3 separate regions of the Mus musculus genome follow, and regions 1 and 3 are each linked to region 2. A link is a contact called in public promoter capture Hi-C data. All regions are on one chromosome and are shown on one strand. Each heading gives the region's core, a stretch centred on a gene start, on an enhancer-like site or on the middle of the called end of the contact. The rest is flanking DNA. Distances are from core to core; before and after follow the strand shown. Region 1 holds the start of Smoc1 (SPARC related modular calcium binding 1). Region 2 overlaps Gm20498 (predicted gene 20498). Region 3 holds the start of Slc10a1 (solute carrier family 10 (sodium/bile acid cotransporter family), member 1).

Region 1 (4,357 bases), core at 1,600-4,099, 430 kb before region 2:
GCCCCCAGACTTTAGTTATAATATAAAATATTATTCTTCTTCCACTGAAATATCCTCTTAAAATGAGAAGTCGCAGAGGCATAGAGTATGACTAAAACTGGACTGACCAGTTGCCAGGCTAGCTAGATTTATTCTGGGGTCATAAACTTGGCCTCCAGGAAAAGACAACTTGTCAATTTTGCCTATTTATTTATTTATTTATTTATTGATTGATTGATTGATTGATTGATTGGATCACAAGACGGAGCCTGGCTGATAGAGAAATGCTATTTAGAACTAGGGGTTCTCTGGGGCTTCTGCGTTTCTCTGGCTTTTGGAGAAGCTGGGAGTGTATCCCAAGAATGGCGACCACAGTGCAGCCCGCCAAGCAGCAGGAAAGAAAATACTCACGGAGCAAAGTAACTGGAAAGCAGTTGCTTGTATTTTAAATTAAGCTACATGCTTGAAGGCCAGCACTATGTCGACTTTTGGACCAGTGACTATTTGGAAATGAGTTTTCTGGCTGGAAAGTATCATTTGGGGGTTGAGGATGGAAATCACTACTGCAATGCTTCCCTCTGGGGGCTTCATACTGCCAGATACCAGGGGCCATCTGAGCATGTCTGCTGACTCCAACAGCTTTCTCAATAATTCCAGCTCCAGAAGGCAGCGGATCGGCTCCACGGCTGCAAGTGGCCAGGTGGCAGTCAGGAGACACCGGGCAGCCTGCTGCGCCCCTTGTTGGCAAACATTGAAGGTGCATGAACACTGCCTAAGCGCCACATGCACACTCAGGGCTGGACAAGTGTCACAAGCCCAGCTTGTTAAATCTCCAGTATTCCTCATCACAAGGGATGTTTCAGGAAGGCCTGACCTTTGCTGCATGATGCTTCGTGAAGACGAGTCTCCAGAGAAATTCCCAGTGACACAGAGGCGGGAGACTCCATGTGACTCCATGGAGATAGAATAGGACTCCAAAAAACCTAGTCTAGAAATTGGCTTGGTCATCTACTAACCAGATGAGGCCATCAGACAAGTCGATCTCATGCATTGCCCTTTGACCTGCTTGCAAAGTAGAAATATTCACTCCATGAGCACAAAGTACTATGAAGTATTGGCTTGTTTTCTTCCTATACCATTTTAAGGGCTATACTCACTTTAATCTCCTTTAGTCTTGGCAATAACATACACATAGACACACATGGCATGGACGCCATTTTTTGCTCCCATTTTACAGAGGGGGAAAACAGAGTGAGTTCAAGGTTTTACCACTAGATGGCAGAACTGGAATTTCACCCCCATGGCAGTGGTGGTGGGTTCTGGCTCTAAAATATGATCAAGCCACTGAGTCCAGGTGGGAGAGACATGACACTTTTTTTTTTTTTAGAAATGTGCTTCATTTTAGTTTGAAGAACCCTTTATTCTTGCCTGGACATTCCCGTCTGAGGCTGATGGGGGAGGTGCAAAGCCCCTTGAACAGAGAGTGGTGCATTCTGGTTTGTTGTTCAGGAAGACTGGCTGGCTGTAGGGTGAAGGCTGTCTGTATGCAGCCAGATGGGGGTTAGGGTTAGCTTGCTCTTATAATCGAGAAGAGAAGCTGGAAGGGAGCAGAGCTAATCTTTGTCAGGACCTCTCAGGGCAGTCAGGGAGCTGTGAAACCTGGGCTTTATTTCAATCTGGTTAGAGAAATGGATCTTTCTTCACGAAGGGACGGGCCTGGACCGGTGGAAATCAAGCACGAAGAGTTGTGTTCCACTTTTGGAGATAATCACGGGTCTCTTGCGGGGAAGGCAGCAGACACTTTGTTGGGTTGAAGTGAGTGTGTGTGATGCGATGTAGCTGTTACCATTTTCAGGGTGGCCTCTTGGACCACTATGGAAAGAGCTCTAGCACCTGATAGGCCTGCTTAGAGCTGACCTATACAATCCAGGCTTGGGCTCCCAGGAAATTGCTCCTTGGAGGTCTCTAGGATATCTGTGCTCACAGAACACTCCTCCATCTCCTCCATTCATAACTTTCCTCCTCCCAATATGGGACCAGGATTCCTGGGACTGCCCTCTCCTCCCCGGCCTCCGCCCCAGCGTTGTTAGGCCACAGAGAAGCTGCTCCTGTGTTCTTTAAGTTCAGACTGATTAGCCAAGATGCCCGGGTTCTGACCGCAGGTCACATGGACCATAGGGCCATAGGGGTAGTTTACTGGACCCTCGGGGGACCCACCTTAGGCTGCTTCGGTTCGCCTCCGTCAGAATTATCTCAGGCAGCCGCTGTGGAACTTGGGTGTCACCCGTAAGGAGATTTTTTTTTTCTTTTTGAAATAAATGAATACCTCTTCCCGTAGGTCGCAGCTCACTCTGTGGGCCGCACCTGGTGGTTCCCCAGGTTGCCCTTGATTTTGCGGCCTCCGGGAAACATTTCTCAAGGACTTTGGGTCATTTGGAGCTATTTTCCCTGCCTGCTTCATGGAGCTGTTGCGACAACTCAAGCCTAAGAACTAACACACGATAAGTGTGTAAGGCTTCTTTACTATCCAGGTGACCATTCAGGAGGGACTGAGGCTGCTGGAGCGCGCGGAGGTTCCCAGCGAGGACTTGCTGAGAAAAAGTTACTCTTTATCCCAGCCTCTGCTGGAGCCCACTGTGGCCGGGAAGCCAGTGTAGCTCCTGGGGGGGTGGGGGGTGGGGGTGGGGGTGGGGGTGGGGGTGGGGGTGGGGTGGGGTACTGACCACGAACCGCCCCTCTCATCTCTCTCCCATTGGCTTCCACCTGCCGGAGGGTCGGCTGCTACAGGCCTCTCGACCCGTCAGTCAGCCTCTCCGGGCCCCGCCCCTCCCCTCCCGGGGTTTATAACGGGAATTCCCATGGCCCGAGCTCCCGCATCCAACCTGCTGTCGCCGCGGCCACGCCGAGCGCAGCAGGCGCCACGCGCAGAGCACACGCTCGCACTCCAGCTCCGGGCCTCCGCCGTTCATGACCGTGACCCCGGGCGCAGGCTCCTCCAGCCCCTGCCGCTGGCTCTTCGGCCACTCCCAGCTGCTGCAAGGGTCCCCACCTCCCCAAGTGCTTTGAAGCTAGCCTGAGCCCCCCTGCCCGCTGCCCGCTCGTGGCTGCCCGGCTCCGCTGGCACCATGCTGCCCGCGCGCGTCCGTCTGCTCACGCCCCACTTGCTGCTCGTGTTGGTGCAGCTGTCCCCGGCCGGCGGCCACCGCACCACCGGCCCCAGGGTAAGTGCGTCTCCCAGCTGCGCGCGCCCACCTGCGCTTGGCCGCTCATCTACAGGAGGGGGAAGGGAGGTGTCAGACCTTGTCCTCGACTTTACCGTCTAGTCCCTTGCAGGCCTCTTGGAGAAGTTGCTGAAATAAAATTTCATTGCCCCCCTCCTTCCCCGCCTTTTCTTGTAGCACTGACTCCCCACGACCTGTCACCGGTGGGTTTTCTTTCTCGAACTTCTCCTGAGGTTTTTCTCCTGGGCCTCCTAGGTCGGTGGGATCTCGGCCTTGGCTGGAGCAGAGTTTCCCTATGTTGTCGCTGCACCAGTCCCTCGAGCTGGCTTTCTTGGCAGGCAGAGGGTGTGTGTGTGTGTGTGTGTGTGTGTGTAGAAGGGGCGGGGGGGGGCACTCTGCCTAGAGAGTTTTAGGTTACCCGCGAGCCACACAAGGACCTTGTGTTGTTGTTGTTTTAAAAAGCAATCGCTGCTCGTAAAACCCACAGCAGATAATTTTAATGCCCCCCTCCTGCTGGCCTGGCCCTGGAGGAGTGGCAGGGGTAGGGAGCCGTGGAGAAGTTCGGAAGAACTTCTCCCCTGGGTTGGATCGGTTGAACCTTGATCTGATTGGAGTTTCTGAACCACACGAAATGTGCCAATTCTGTGCACAGGACGGGTTGTCCAGGGCATTGTAAAAAAAACGGGAACCAGCAGCACCGTGCTCATTTCTGGTCTAGATTATTGTTCTCCCTGCTCCCTCCTAATGGTCTAATAAAGAATTTCACTGCCTTAAAAATGTATTTGTTAAACCACCTAGAGGTTCCTTTGGCAACACGTAAGGGAGGCAGTCTCTGGGCAAGGATCAGGGTCAGTAAGATCAGAAGCCGGACCTCTGGGTAGCAGCTTGCCCGCTCCCATTCTGCGAGAATCTCTCTGGGAAAATAGCAAGGATTTGACTTCTGAGCAAATGAAGTTGGCTTCTCCACCAAATTGTGCTTTCTTCCCTGGATATCCTCTGGCCCCATTTCCTGGATGGCTAGCCCCATTACCACCTGTTCCCATAGCAGCTTCTTTATTCCTGGCCTTTGCTACCCGGGAATCATCTTTATAGCTGCAGTGTATGGAGGAAAAGCTTTGCAAAACCTGACTTAACTTAATGGCTACCCAGATGCTGAG
Region 2 (4,535 bases), core at 731-3,230:
ACTCAAGAAGGTGGACTCCAGAAAATTAAATAACCCCATTAAAAAATGGGGCTCAGAGCTAAACAAAGAATTCTCACCTGAGGAATACCGAATGGCTGAGAAACACCTGAAAAAATGTTCAACATCCTTAATCATCAGAGAAATGCAAATCAAAACAACCCTGAGATTCCACCTCACACCAGTCAGAATGGCTAAGATAAAAAATTCAGGTGACAGCAGATGCTGGCAAGGATGTGGAGAAAGAGAAACACTCCTCCATTGTTGGTGGGATTGCAAGCTTGTACAACAACTCTGGAAGTCAGTCTGGCAGTACCTCAGAAAATTGGACATAGTACTACCAGAGGATCCTGCAATAACTTTCCTGGGTATATATCCAGAAGATGTTCCAACTGGTAAGAAGGACACATGCTCCACTATGTTCATAGCAGTCTTATTTATAATAGCCAGAAGCTGGAAAGAACCCAGATGCCCCTCAACAGAGGAATGGATACAGAAGATGTGGTATATTTACACAATGGAGTACTATCCTGTTATTAAAAAGAATGAATTTATGAAATTCCTACACAAATGGATGGACCTGCAGGGTATCATCCTGAGTGAGGTAACCCAATCACAAAAGAACTCACACAATATGTACCCACTGATAAGTGGATATTAGCCCAGAAACTTAGAATACCCAAGATACAAGATACAATTTGCAAAACATATGAAACTCAATAAGAACGAAGACCAAAGTGTGGACACTTTCTCCCTTCTTAGAATTGGGAACAAAACACCCATGGGAGGAGTTACAGAGACAGTTTGGATCTAAGACGAAAGGATGGACCATCTAGAGACTGCCATATCTGGGGATCCATCCCATAATCAGCCTCCAAACGCTGACACCATTGCATACACCAACAATATTTTGCTGAAAAGACCCTGATATAGCTGTCTCTTGTGAGGTATGCCGGGGCCTGGCAAACACAGAAGTGGAAGCTCACAGTCAGCTAATGGAGCTGAGCCCCCAATGGAGGAGCTAGAGAAAGTACCCAAGGAGCTAAAGTGGTCGGCAACCCTATAGGTGGAAAAACAATATGAACTAACCAGTACCCCCTGAGCTCGTGTCTCTAGCTGCATATGTATCAGAAGTTGGCCTAGTCAGCCATCATTGGGAAGAAAGGCCCTTTGGTCTAGCAAACTTTATATGCCTCAGTACAGGGGAAAGCCAGGGCCAAGAAGTGGGAGTGGGTGGGCAGGGGAGTGGGGGGGGGGGAGGTGTCTGGGGGACTTTTGGGATAGCATTTGAAATGTAAATGAAGAAAATACCTAATTAAAAGAATAAACTTTAAAAAATAAAAGTAAAATAAAATTAGAACAATTGTCAGCAACAAATCCAACCAAAATTTTAGTTCCTCTTACAAATGATAAGATTATGTCATTATGGGTGATCAATAAAAATTGACAAAGAGCTTGTAGCAACTACTTGGGTAAAATTACTAACAAATATTCAAAAAGCAAATGTATACAGTGTATTTTAAAAACAAATTAAATTCTTCTACATATTGTAAAAAGAAAAAAAAGAAAACACCAATTCCAGAGGCACCAACATTTTATAGTGATACAAACAAAATGGGGATGACAGGTTGTAAATCAGATAAAATAAGCAAGGTGATCAAAAGTCCATAAACATCAGTTGAAAAATCAAAATTATATGCATTCCTTAAAGTATTATTAATTTATCTTGAATCTCTTAAAATAATTACTAATCGTTTATATGCAAAAAGAGTCATTCTTCATATTGAAAGACCCACAATGTGAGGACTCGCCCACGTTCTGACTCAGGAGAGGCAACACCCCAAATCACTCACGAGAAACGGTCTTGCTGCAAACTGCAAGAGGACTTTTAATTCAAGAGCGTTCTCGGGCCTATGGTCCTACACCATGCAGGGGTAGAGGACCCTGGCGCCCCAAGTAGCTGGGTAAGGGGGTATTTAAAGGAAGAAACCACAATTCAAGGAAGTGGGGAGGGCTTGTTGGAAAATACCAAAGATACCAGTTAAGAGTCACAAAGAAGTGCAAAGTCACAAGAGTCACAAAGAATACCTGGTAATTGTTCGGGTTATCTCTCAAGACAGTTTCTAAGAGCCCCTAACAATAGCACATTTGCATAGCGGGTTCCAGCAATGGTCTGGGTGGGGCAGGGTGACTTTCTTTGAATGAACACTCTTTGAACCCAGGAAGCAGGTGGGTGGAGGAATGTCGCTATCTGTTTTATGATTAGCATACCTTGGAGCATTGAGTTACAGAGGTCACATTCCCAAGCCTGGGCCTAAAAGCCTAGAATTTTGCTTTTATATTTTTTCAATATAGAGATTACTAAATTTGTACCTGATAACTCAAAAACAATTTTGTTATTTATACAATTACAACAAGCCATCTGAAGTAAAAACTATCTATTATACATTACTTATATTTGGTCTCATACAGGTTTGCCCAGTACATTAGCTCAAAAAAGTGACCAATTACAAAAAAGTTATAAGCCTACAATTTTCATGAAAAACATTAATTTTTAAGAAGTTTTTCTTTAAAAAAACGGTTTAAAACATTTCCATCACTTGACAACAAGCCGAAAAATAATAAAAATTTCCTACATGTTCTCTATATAATCAAACTCTATTACCTGCTGATAAAACCCTAGGGGATACCAAAAGAATAGCATTGGGTAGATGGTTGTTTTCCATTTTACATACTTCAGGTTTCAATGGGCAAGTGCTCTAAGTTCTGAAAAAGGCTGACTGTGTAATTACAGGTTTACTGGAAATTGTAACATCCTCCAGCCTAAAGCAGGCTGGTTCAGACCTTATGGCACTGAGGCGGGGCCACCTGTAGTGCAGCTCTTCAGTTGGTTTCCTTTGATGTGACACTGCCTACCACCTGCTGAAAATCTAGGTCCTCCTAGATTTTCCTGAGTTAACTGCAACCTGTGAAATTGTCGACTTACTGCTAAAAGGCTGTGCTGACAACTTGGCATCACAACATCAAGAAACTTGGCGTGGCAGGGGATGGGTTTACCCCCTTTATAAGCGTAGATTTTTGTTAAACATTTGAGCTTTGATCAGGAACCTTGTCTTGGGTTCCATTTTTCTTTCAACTGCCTAGTTTCTGTCTTTTCTGCACTAGTTTGCCTCCCAGGAGTAACCCCAGTCCATGTGAGCCGCGGGACAGCTCTCAACAGGAAATAATGGCAATTATAGGGATACCTGTATAAATTAAACCTGGCAATGCTCCTGCATACGTATCCAATAAGATGAAGTAATTTTTTGCATACTACAATATAAACCAGATTACTGGACTATCACATAATACCACAGGACAAGCAGTTATAGAAAGAACCAATCTTACCTTAAAAGAGATGCTTATTAAACAAAAAGGGAGAGAAAAACCCACAGGGAGAGACAACTTTGTTAACTAAATTTTCTTAATGTTGGTGAAAAAGGAGCAACAGCAGCTGAGAAAGACTGGGTTATCAAAAACAAAACAAAACAACAACAACAAAACTGAGGAACTAAGCCAGACAATATACTATAAAGATGTGCTGACATTAGAGTGGAAACCTGCAAGTTTTAAGATGGGACATGGTTATGTTTGTGTATCTAGAGGGAATGAGAAAATATGGTTACCAACAAAACTTTTAAAATTTAGATCTGACCAGGTAAAACCTCTTATCAGCTGAGACATGAACGTCTTCACAAAGCAAACAGCCCAGGTGAATTCCTCTCACAGACTGTCTCAATTACTAATTTCTCCAAAATATGTATGCAAATCAACTTCAAAATGGCTAGCCCAAATGATCAATCACAGAGATTTGACAGACTAATAATGCAGAAACTAGGCAATAAATGCTACAGCTAGCTTTTTAAAAACTAACCATTCCCACCCCCTCTGGTTCCAAGCAAAAACTAATCACTCCAATTTAGCAAACAGAAATTATATAGAAAAGAACCATTGTCCTGATCCCTTACATTGGGGTGGATGGTTTTGGTCATTTAATGTGTTATGGTTATTATTATCTAGGAGGGTAGGTTATTTTGTTTAATTGTTGTATATTGACAAAAAAATTAATTTTTTTATTAGGTATTTTCTTCATTTACATTTCCAATGCTATCCCAAAAGTCCCACATACCATCCACCCCCACTCCCCTACCCACCCACTTCCACTTCTTGGCCCTAGCGTTCCCCTGTACTGAAGCATCTAAAGTTTGCAAGACCAATGGGCCTCTCTTTCTAATCAATCTCGTTGCTTGTCTTTTAAAATTATTTACCTAATCTCAGTTTAATTTTTGTAAGTCATATAGTTCTATAAAATTTAAGGTTGCTTTACTGGATTACTGTACATCAATAAAAATTTAAGGTTGTTTTGCTTAATTATTGTATATTGATAGAAATTTAAGGTTGTTTTGTTAGACTATACATAAGCTGTTTAAGGTGTTATGTAAAGTTCTAGTTTTATGGTTCTTATTGTTTCTATTGTGTCTAGATTAATATTGTTTTTA
Region 3 (4,201 bases), core at 1,298-3,797, 490 kb before region 2:
CCTTATCTGTGAATGTGGTCATTTATGGCACTCCCTTCTGTATGTACCCCTTCATGTCAGCCGCCGAAACAAGGACCAGTGCAGGATGTATACAGTGGGCAACAAGAGTATTAAGAAAATAAAATTGCTGGGTGGTGGTGGCACACGAATTTAATCCCAACACTTGGGAAGCAGAGGCAGGTGGATTTCTGAGTTCAAGGCTAGCCTGGTCTACAAAGTGAGTTCCAGGACAGCCAGGGCTATACAGAGAAACCTCTCTCGAAAAACCAAAGAGAGAGAGAGAGAGAGAGAGAGAGAGAGAGAGAGAGAGAGAGAGAGAGAGAGAGAGAGAGAGAAAGAGAGAGAGAGAAGAATACTAGCTGCTCTGACAGATGGGTTTGATTCCTAGCACCCACATAGCTGCTTACAGAACTTACTAGAACTGTAACTCTAGTTCTAGGGGGATCCAGTGCCCTCTTCTGTCTCCCTTGGGCACTAGGCACACACGTCGTACACAGAGACATACATGCATACAAAATACCCGTACACATTTAAAAAAAAATGTAAGTTTAAAGATTGACTTTGTTGAAAAGAATGTTTGTTTAGTGAAGGTCCTTAGCTTTGCTGTCATTGCTGTAATAATGCATGTAGTCACTTTTCAGGACAACAGGGATTCAAAGTCTGTCTGGACATGATAATTATTCCCGCTCAGCCAGGTGGATCGGGGCATGGTTAATGTGTATGAGAACGATAAGTTTGCTTAGGAGGAAGAGACTGGGTCACACAGTTCCATCGGCTGCTTCCACAGATCCCCAGATTCCCCACCGTGCCCCCTTTCTGACTAATGTGACTACATAGTCCTGCACCAGAGCTGAGGTTTAACATCTTGGGACGTATAAGGTGCGACCAACCTTGCTTACAGGACAGCATGACTAATGCCTTGCCCCTCCTTCCAGTTGCCCTCCTGCTGTTTTGCCTCACCAGGAGAGGCTTCTAGGTAAGTTTTCTTTGTAAAGTTTAGGCACAGGCAAGGTATGCTCCCTTTGCGGTCCCTTCTCTACTTGACACTGAACAACTCCACTGAGAATCAGGCCTAGAGGAGACTGGCTTTGTGTCTGGAGTGAGTTCACCCATGCTGTGCACTGCCCGAGCAGGCTGAGAGGGGCCCCTCTCCTTGACATTCACTGCCACAGTCACAGCTGTGTGAAGGACAGATATTCCACCAAGCCCAAGGAGTCTGGCGCTTCACGAGTGCTACCTGATCAGGATGCTCTAGGCTCAGGCTGGTCTTTTTTTTTTTTTTTTTTGGTTTTTTGAGACAGGGTTTTACTGTATAGTCCTGACTGTCCTGGAACTCACTTTGTAGACCAGGCTGGCCTCAACTCAGAAATCCACCTGCCTCTGCCTCCCAAGTGCTGGGATTAAAGGCATGCACCACCACCACCTGGCTGCTCAGGCTGGTCTTAGCCTTCTCCCTTCTTGTTAGACTGAGTGGAGCCCAGCCTAACCTGGGCAATCGCTGGGGCCTCAATTCTACATAAAGTTTCTTTGGTTGGCAATCTCACCACATCTGACAACTCGGTAAAGGGTCTTAGCAGATACCTTGGATGCCCAGATACTGGAGAAGAGCCTTTGGAGTCTCTTCTCTGCAGGAAATTTAAGATGCTCGTTTGGTTCCAAGTCACCTTGGCCTTCCTGGAATGTTCTGGACCCATTATACCCTTGCTAGATTTTCAGCCTCAGAGCTGACACCCTGCCAGTCAGATGACTGTGGTTCTGAGGAACTCTTTCATCGAAATCTATTCTCCTTTACAGTGATCCTGTAGAGACTTCTGGGAGTTCAGGGGTGTCTAACATACCTCTGGACCAGCTTAATGTTTTTTTTTTCCCCCTGGGATTTAAACCAAAGAGATTCCAGAGGCTGCCCCAATTTAGCATAAACCTTTGACAATCAATGCCAAACTTAATCCAGCTCCTACGTCCCTCCCCGCTCCTGGCTCCAGCCTAGATCTTCTCTAGATCATGACATCTCGGCAGCACCCCATCCCACACCCTTTCCTCTTAACCCTCGGTCCTACCTGAGGTTCATGTCCCCCTTCATGGCCAGGGTGAAGAGGTTAGACAGGTTCCCCCCAGGAGAGCAGCCGCAGATGAGGATGGCCAGAGCCTCAATGCTGGTCAGATGAAAGACCTTGCCCAGAAGGAAAGCACTGAGGGGCATGATACCGTACTGGGCCACTATGGCGATGATCACCCCTTTGGGCTTCCAGAAGTGAGCCTTGATCTTGCTGAACTCCATGGTGCAGCCAAGCGAGAGCATGATGAGCAGCAACATAACTACCAGAATGACGCTGAGCGCAGTGTCTGTGGCCCGGTGGCCAAAGCCAGGCGGCAGGGAGAAATTGAAGGGGGCTGATACGTTGTGCGCCTCCATCCTCCGACCCAGTGAACACCACCTCACTCTCTGCTCCTGCCCTTCCTTGCCCAGTGCTGGCTGGATGTTTTCTTCAGTCCTCTTTCAGGACAGAGTTTCTGGACAAAATGTAGCTGTGGGCAAATAAAAGATTATGCAACCTGCAGAACCACGGTTGTGGTTATAAGACAGCCCATAACCTCATCTCCCCGGATCCCCTACTTTGCTTAAGTTTTCTGACCTCTGTGCCTGCCGAGTGGAGCTCGTACCCAGCACAGGGTTCATTCTTTACCCTGCTGAGCATGCTTCACTATAGCGTCTCTGAGACCCATCCAGGACCTGCAACAAAACATGTCCACCTTTCCCTTTAGTTCCTGCTTCTAGCTCAGTCTCGGAGACCTCAGGTTGTTTCCTGGGAAAAGGTGCCTTCCCTATCCTCAGTGAGTCACCATTTGTTCCCGAGAGAAAGAGACTGTTTCTGCCTTTGCCTTCCTCATCTAAGTGGCAAAGGCCAGAGGGCCATGGGACAGGATGGGGGGGCGATGTGGTGTTGCTGTCTTCAGGAGAGGCTGTGTCCATGACTGTCCTCCTCTGAGACCTTGCTTTGTGCCCATATCTAGACCATACGTGTCCTGTGGGGGTTGGGGTTGGTTGGGGGGTGGCACCATGAATCCCTGAAAGACTTACTTATCTCCAGAGGGGAAAAAACTTTCTGGGGTACGTTGGGCTCTTGGAAGCCTGGAGATTATCCAAAGCCCAGCTCACGAGAAACTCCAGCTGTGGAGAGTAACTAGCTGGTGCCTGAGGTATCCATAACTTGAGAGACTTCAGAGAAGGAAGTGAGGTTGTAGCAAGCTTGAGATGCACCAGGTAAAAAAAATAATTCCACTATTTTTTGGCCATATATAAAGCAAGCTCTATTAAATATTAAATACCAGCCAAGGGGTAGACTTTGGTCAGAACCAGTTCCTGAAATGTTTCAGCTAAGTGCCCTGAGACAGACATGTAGCGGGGGTTTCTAAAGACTAATCTATGCCAGGCGGTGGTGCCACACGCCTTTAATCCTAGCACTTGGGAGGAAGAGGCAGGCAGATTTCTGAGTTCGAGGCCAGCCTGGTCTACAGAGTGAGTTCCAGGATAGCCAGGGCTATACAGAGAAACCCTGTCTCGAAAAAAACAAAACAAAAAACCAAAAACAAACAAACAAACAAACAAACAAAGACTAATCTATAAACCACTTTCCCAAGAGGCATTGTTATTTTTCAAGAATGACAGCTTATAGCATTCTAGGAAGTTACCAGGTTTGTGGGCAGGTGGGGTGTGCAGGTTAATTTTAGGCATTGCAGATGAGTGGCCTTTTCTTACTGCACTCCCAATGGCTCTATTTTGCATGTTGGGCCTGTGGGTCTCATGATGGAAACCAGGTGGGAGGCATGCAACATCAGCAGCATTAGAGAGGCAGGTATGGCCATCCTGAGCTGAACTCCCCCGACTCACCTCAACTATGAGACTGAGCGGGTCTGTTAGGTGTAGTTTCCCCACCATGACCAAGGCAAAGAACACTTTTTTTAAAAAAAGATTTTCTTATTTATTTTATGTATATGAGTACACTATAGCTGTCTGCAGACACACCAGAAGAGGGCATCGGAACCCATTATAGATGGTTGTGAGCCACCGTGTGGTTGCTGGGAATTGACCTCCTCTGGAAGCGCAGTCAGTATGCTTAACCACTGAGCCATCTCTCCAGCCAGACTGAGGCAAATCTTTTTTTTAAAAAAAACGTTTATTTATTTATTTATTAATTTATTA

What was found. Promoter capture Hi-C pulls out the DNA fragments that hold promoters and counts their contacts.
Region 1: a promoter capture Hi-C map of embryonic stem cells shows a contact between it and region 2, with 2.1 times the contacts expected there. The contact joins the promoter of Smoc1 here to the enhancer-like site in region 2. A contact is called at or near these places in 4 of 39 promoter capture datasets (the 3T3-L1 cell line, embryonic stem cells, hippocampal neurons and 1 more) and 5 of 115 datasets of contacts at active chromatin or transcription factors (T-cell acute lymphoblastic leukemia, embryonic hindbrain, embryonic stem cells and 2 more).
Region 3: a promoter capture Hi-C map of embryonic stem cells shows a contact between it and region 2, with 2.9 times the contacts expected there. The contact joins the promoter of Slc10a1 here to the enhancer-like site in region 2. A contact is called at or near these places in 5 of 39 promoter capture datasets (the 3T3-L1 cell line, the C10 cell line, cranial neural crest and 2 more) and 2 of 9 other capture datasets (embryonic stem cells and macrophages).

Annotation. Positions count from the first base shown.
Region 1 is chr12:81,023,959-81,028,315 of GRCm38.p6, forward strand. Smoc1 (SPARC related modular calcium binding 1) reads left to right here and starts at 2,850. Exons shown (of 13, transcript NM_022316.2): 1 at 2,850-3,200. The coding sequence starts at 3,105.
Region 2 is chr12:81,457,216-81,461,750 of GRCm38.p6, forward strand. All of the region lies in intron 5 of Gm20498 (predicted gene 20498), which reads right to left. All of the region lies in intron 3 of Cox16 (cytochrome c oxidase assembly protein 16), which reads right to left. Among named protein-coding and RNA genes, the nearest start is that of Cox16, 26 kb to the right of the region's middle. Within about 2 kb of position 1,981, at least 2 of the 459 cell types and tissues checked have an H3K27ac peak or open chromatin away from gene starts, as enhancers often do. A contact at or near this core is called in embryonic stem cells, where this site is marked.
Region 3 is chr12:80,965,532-80,969,732 of GRCm38.p6, forward strand. It overlaps Slc10a1 (solute carrier family 10 (sodium/bile acid cotransporter family), member 1), which reads right to left and starts at 2,548. Exons shown (of 4, transcript NM_011387.2): 1 at 2,058-2,548. The coding sequence starts at 2,413.